Regions from separate parts of the Anas platyrhynchos genome. Here region 2 is linked to region 1. A link is a contact called in public Hi-C data. All regions are on one chromosome and are shown on one strand. The core of a region is the stretch at or near the end of the contact, and the rest is flanking DNA. Distances in the headings are between cores, read along the strand shown.

Evidence for each region. A called contact is a pair of places that touch in the nucleus more often than the background predicts.
Region 2: a Hi-C map of subcutaneous adipose tissue shows a contact between it and region 1, with 4 times the contacts expected there. The contact joins the promoter of DUSP7 here to the enhancer-like site in region 1. A contact is called at or near these places in 5 of 8 Hi-C or Micro-C datasets (F5 follicle, liver, skeletal muscle and 2 more).

The regions. Positions count from the first base shown.
Region 1 is chr13:14,900,637-14,903,336 of IASCAAS_PekinDuck_T2T, reverse strand. No RefSeq gene overlaps it. Among named protein-coding and RNA genes, the nearest start is that of RPL29, 59 kb to the right of the region's middle. Within about 2 kb of position 1,341, at least 1 of the 8 cell types and tissues checked has an H3K27ac peak or open chromatin away from gene starts, as enhancers often do. A contact at or near this core is called in subcutaneous adipose tissue, where this site is marked.
Region 2 is chr13:15,140,485-15,143,184 of IASCAAS_PekinDuck_T2T, reverse strand. DUSP7 (dual specificity phosphatase 7) reads left to right here and starts at 1,375. Exons shown (of 3, transcript XM_027467639.3): 1 at 1,375-2,012. The coding sequence starts at 1,601.

The DNA.
Region 1 (2,700 bases), core at 92-2,591:
CACTGGAGTTTGCCGGACCCTCACAGGCTGATTACTCAAGCAGAACTGTTCATAGCAATGGGAAGGTGGCCAGGCCTGCAAGAAGCATTGCCGTGTTTGCACCTCCAGCTCCACATGGTCACCAAGAGAATCGCAGCCTGGACGAGTTGGTCCCTCCTAGCAGGGACAGGGTGGGCTTGTTACCCAGCTCTGCCAAGCAGAGGTGAAGGTCATTTTGTGGCAGCTTTCAAAAGTTTCATGGCTTGTGGTTTTTTTGTTGCACTAGGGGCACGATAGCAGGCCAGCCAGTCGCAGATTGGCTTTGCCTTAGAAGCCTTCCTGTCAAACCCAGTTGCAACACCGTGCCTTTTGACTGCGAATTGGGATATTTCCGTGACAATCCATTTGAGCACTGGTGTTTGGATGAGCTTTGCTAGTCAGTTGCTCCATGATGCTTCAAGGAATGGAGAAATACAGCAGCTCCGTGTGTTCCTTCTGAGGACTCTCAGATGGCAGTAACAGCTCGCCGGAGAGAGCAGGTACAGGCCCACCTGCTTCCTCGTTTTGTAGCTGACCTCAGCTCCAGTTATTTCTCTACTTATTGAGCCGAGGAAGGAGATACATGAGGGTATTTCTCATTTTTCAGGATGACAGTCTTTTCTCTGTCCTAGCATTATGCTAAGTAAGAAGTGCTTGTTGAGGGCCACATCTGCAGATGGATAGACCAATAAATAAAGGAAGGCAAAGATACTTGCCAAGAAGCCACTTTGCTGCTTATACATGCTAAAAGCCTGTGAAATTAAAGAGTGGAGATGCGTGCAGACAGATGAAGGAGAGAGATGCTGCTGGGTAAAACCGGAGGGATAAAGAGATCTTCAGGTCATCCTCTGACAGCTTGCACCTCTCTGTGCTGATGGGCTCCAGTATCTGCTCCTTGTTAATCAATACTGCTTATCAGAACTACTGGCCAGCCAGAAGGTGTACTGAAAATCAACCAGTCACGAAAATGGCCATTCTCCAAAAAGAAATCGCTGCCTTCTCCATTAGGAGTTAAACCTGGATAAGCACAAACCCTACTTATAACAGTCTGACGTTCACCAGCAGCCTGCTCTGACTGTCATTTTTTTTGCAGTAATTTTTCTGCCGTCGGGGAAAAGAGGAATTGCTGCGTTGACCTGGGAGCTGCAGGACAGTCCCAGCATGTCCAGCCTCACTCGCTGCCTTTTCCAACATTTCTGTCTGGTTGAAATAGAGCCTGTTAGAGCCCTTCCAAAATTTCCAAACAATTAAAACCCCTTGGAAGCTTGGCCTGGTTAATCTTGGAAGAAAGAAGGCTGGCTGCAGACAGAGTAAGTAACGCTGATCCTGAACGGCGCAGCAATGCTTGGAGCAGTTTGCCCTCCAATGGCCAGTTGGAGCTTGCAGCTCCTGCCCTCACGCCGAGGTTTCCTTTAACTCAGATGGCTCCAGACCCCCTGATTAGTGCGTTGTGCCCCTCACCTGCATTATTACTCCATCCCAAGGATAATCTGTGAGAAAGGGAGAGTGGGGGCCTTTTCAGAGCAAAGCTCTCTCATGGAAGGTGCTCAGTGCCGTCTATTTCTGCTGCAGCCTCCTTGAAGGCGCTTTTGGCTTTTTGGGGATAGCATGGACCTGCTCTGCGTTTCGTGGTTTGGTCTTGTTTGTGGTTTGTTGAGATTGTTGTCTAAGCTACAAAAGACCTGGAGCTGCTGTGCTTCACTGAGGGCATCTGACAAGCAACTGCAGGCTGAAGCACAGTTAGATACAAGGAATCTAGCTGCAGAAATGTCTTCTGCAGGGCTCCTGTTAGGAGATGGCTCCTACACTCTGGGGCCAGATCCTTCTCAGACCCCATGCTGCTGGTTTGGCCAGCCCCATGTCAGGCTCTGTTGGTAACTGGGGTGAAGAGAACGGGTTGACCTGGCATGGACCAGGGGCATTTCCACCACCCTGCCAAGCTACTCCTGCCCTAGAGAAGCCCATAGGCCATTCCTGTTGTCTCCTACAAAAACCCCAAATCCCAGAGGGAAGCAGAGAGCTGGGGCCAAGCAACCAGCCTACGAGAGGGCACTTCTACTGGTCAGCTTTTGTCAGGGCAAGGAGGAATTGGTTTGGGGTGAGGAATGTCTTTATTTTCCTCTCTGGAAGGTGAAACAGCATTAACAGAACCACAAAGAGGAACACAGAAGAAAATTATTTTGCTTTTGCCAAAATTTTACATGGTGAAACAAAAGACAAAGTACGAACTCCTGATTTTCTCAGTCATTTTTTGAAGTAAATTTATTCTCTGAGGCTTAGAGTTTAAGGTATTTAGGTATAAGACAGAAAGATGTAGCTTGATTTTTTTTCCCTCTTATTCAGTGCCATCCTGGCAACAATCAGGTGTGAAGTTCAGACTGCTCCTCTCCTTCTTCCACCTATTCTAAAATTGTTCTGCTACTTTTGGCCTTTGAATTTTGTGGGGGTTTTTTGTTTGGTTGTTGTGTTTTTTTCCTCTCTGGATATCTGCAGTGAGTTTTCAGGTATGATGTGCACCACAGCAATTCTTACCGTGTTCCCTGGTGATACACAGTGTCTCCAGCATCACGCTCAGGAAGACAAACCTCAAAAATGTGGTCCCTGTTAACTAGCCATTAGCACCAGCAACATCCAGAGATGAATTCCTCCAGCTTTGAACGACCAGCAGTTACTGTGCTGGGT
Region 2 (2,700 bases), core at 126-2,625, 240 kb before region 1:
GGATGCCACGATGCTGCTGGGTGATTTCTCTGGCCTTCACTGGCCAGAAATCTGGTCTTGCCTCTGCAGGTGATGTGCCTGGAACCTGTCCTGCTCAGAGGTTTATGTGTTCACTAACATGACCGCAGGACAGAGGTGAAGTGCATCCCTGCTGGTTTCACAACTGTTGCTGCTGCCTCCCAAAAAGGAGCCCCCCTAAAATTCATGGCACTGAGCATACCCCCAGTAGGCTGAGCAAGGGCTTTAGCCCCAGATGTGCCTTCTTTGCACAGCCCACTGCTGTTCCACTTAGGAATTGAAGGTACTTTGAGAAATGTTCTGAAAGGTCAGCTATTTTCACCGTGGCTTGCATAAGAACCTCAACATCCTTTGCTGCAAGAGTGGCGTTAGTAACTTCCTACTGCAACACTGAATCACAATAGCTTCCCACAGCAACCAGCAGTAAAAATAAACTGGGCAAGGGGAAGTGGACAACTTCAGCTGTTCCGCTTTCTCAGGCACACACTTGAGTCACAGAGAAGCAATGTAGAAGCAGACGTTGATTTTGCTGATAGCGATGAAATCCACGAACGGCCCTGAGCATGGTCCTGCTGAAAGCAGAGTTTTGTAACGGGATGCTCGACGTGCTCGAAGTTCAGCACGTTCCCAAGCGCGGCGTTGGTTCTGCAATCCCATTAGGGTCCCTGCTTAACAACCGGGCTAAAGGGAGACAGGCTGTGGCTGCGTGCTTTACCCAACCCAGCACCTATTTTTTTGCCTAGGCACACAGCTTTGTTCCAACAGCACCTTAAAGCCTGTTACAACTCGGGCTGTGTATGCGTGTTTGTGTGCACGTGTGCAGGGAAGAAGGGTGTTACAGGACGACATCTTTCCCGTTACACAAGGCACATCCTGGGCCTTGACTTTCACCCAGCCGCGTCCCTGAGCCTGGTGCTGGGGCAGACCCAGAACCCTTCCCTCTGCGGCAGGATCTTCTGGGAAGGCTTAGAGCGAGGGGCTGGAGTGAGGAGAAGCTGTTGGCATGAAGGAAAGTCTCATTTATTTATTTATTTATTTATTTGTCTGTCTGTCTGTCGGAGTGGCTGACACCCGCGGAGATTTGGGGTGCACAGCCCCAGAGGCTGCCCCCATGGGATGGCGCGGACATCACCGAAACCCGCGAGACCCCGCGCCCCTTCCCGCGCTTTGCAGCCCCGCCCCTGCCCATATATGGCCGCCCGCCTCCCTCCCTCCGCGCTCTCATTGGCTCCCGCGGGCTTTGGGGGCGTGTCCCTGAGGGAGGGGGCGTGTCCCTCGCGGCGCGCCATGGCGGGGCGTGGCGCGCCGCGCTGTGCCGGGCCGGCCCCCGCCCCGCCCCTCGGGCCGCCCCCGCCGCACGACCCGGCGGGCCCGGCGGAGAGCCCCGCTTTAAGGGAGGCCGCCGGGATGGGGCGCGCCGCCTAGGGCAGAGCGGGGCCGCCGTGCTCCGGGCCGCAGGCAGCGCGCAGCTACACGGCCGGGCCGAGCACAGCCCAGCACAACCCAGGGAGCCGCGGCGGGGGTGGCCGCTGGGGGCCGGGCCCTCGCTCGCTCGCTGGCCGCCCGCCCGCCGCCGAGCCCCATGAAAACGCAGGTCTGGGGGAGCTCCCCGCGGGCGCCCATGGCTGCGGCGATGCCGTGCAAGAGCGCCGAGTGGCTGCAGGAGGAGCTGGAGTCGGGAGGCGGCCGGTCCCTGCTGCTGCTCGACTGCCGCCCCCACGAGCTGTTCGAGAGCTCGCACATCGAGACCGCCATCAACCTGGCCATCCCCGGGCTGATGCTGCGGCGCCTGAAGAAGGGCAACCTGCCCATCCGCTCCATCATCCCCAACCACGAGGACAAGGAGCGCTTCGTCAAGCGCTGCAAGGCCGACACCGTGCTGCTCTACGACGAGGCCACCGCCGACTGGCAGGACGGCGGCGCCGCCACCTCCGTGCTGGGGCTGCTGCTCCAGAAGCTGCGCGACGACGGCTGCAAAGCCTATTACCTGAAAGGTGAGCTGCGACCCCCCCCCTCCTCGCCCCGCAGCCCCCTCGCCCCATCCGACCCTGCTCCCGCATCCCCCCCGCACCGCCGGGTGCAGCGATCCCCCCTCGTTTTTCCCCTCGTTTTAATCCCCGGAACAAAATGGTGGGAGGCTGCCAGCGCCCCGCTGCCTTCTCACCCCCCCCCCCCGATGTAGGGCAGCCCCCTGCCTTCCCCGCAGCCTCCCCAGCCCCGAGCCCAGCAGCCCCCGGCTGTTTCGCTGCAGCCCCCGCGGCTCCCCACGGGTGCCTCTCCCCTTCCGAAAGGGCCTCCATCCCTTAGATTTCCTCTCCCCCCCAAAAAAAAAAGCCCTCTGCACCCCCCCATTCACTTTCCCTGGAAACAGCAGCCTGTCTGGGGGGGGGGCTGCCCTCCTTCCCCCCTCCATAGGGCGATGCAGGAGCTGGAGGGGGGGGAACACCCTGCGTACCCCCATTCCTCCCCCCGAACATGCCCTTTTCCTGCGGTTTTGGGGTATTTTTGGGACCGTTTTAGGAACATCCCGGTGGGGCTGAGCGGAGCCCGCAGCCGCGCTGCCGGGGCGGTCGCTGGGTGGCGGCGTTGGGGCAGGAATAGCAGCGGAGGCGAGGCGGCTGTGCGGGGGAAGGGTGCGAAAGCTGCCACTTGCAGCCCTTTAAAAAAACGCTGCTGCTGCCG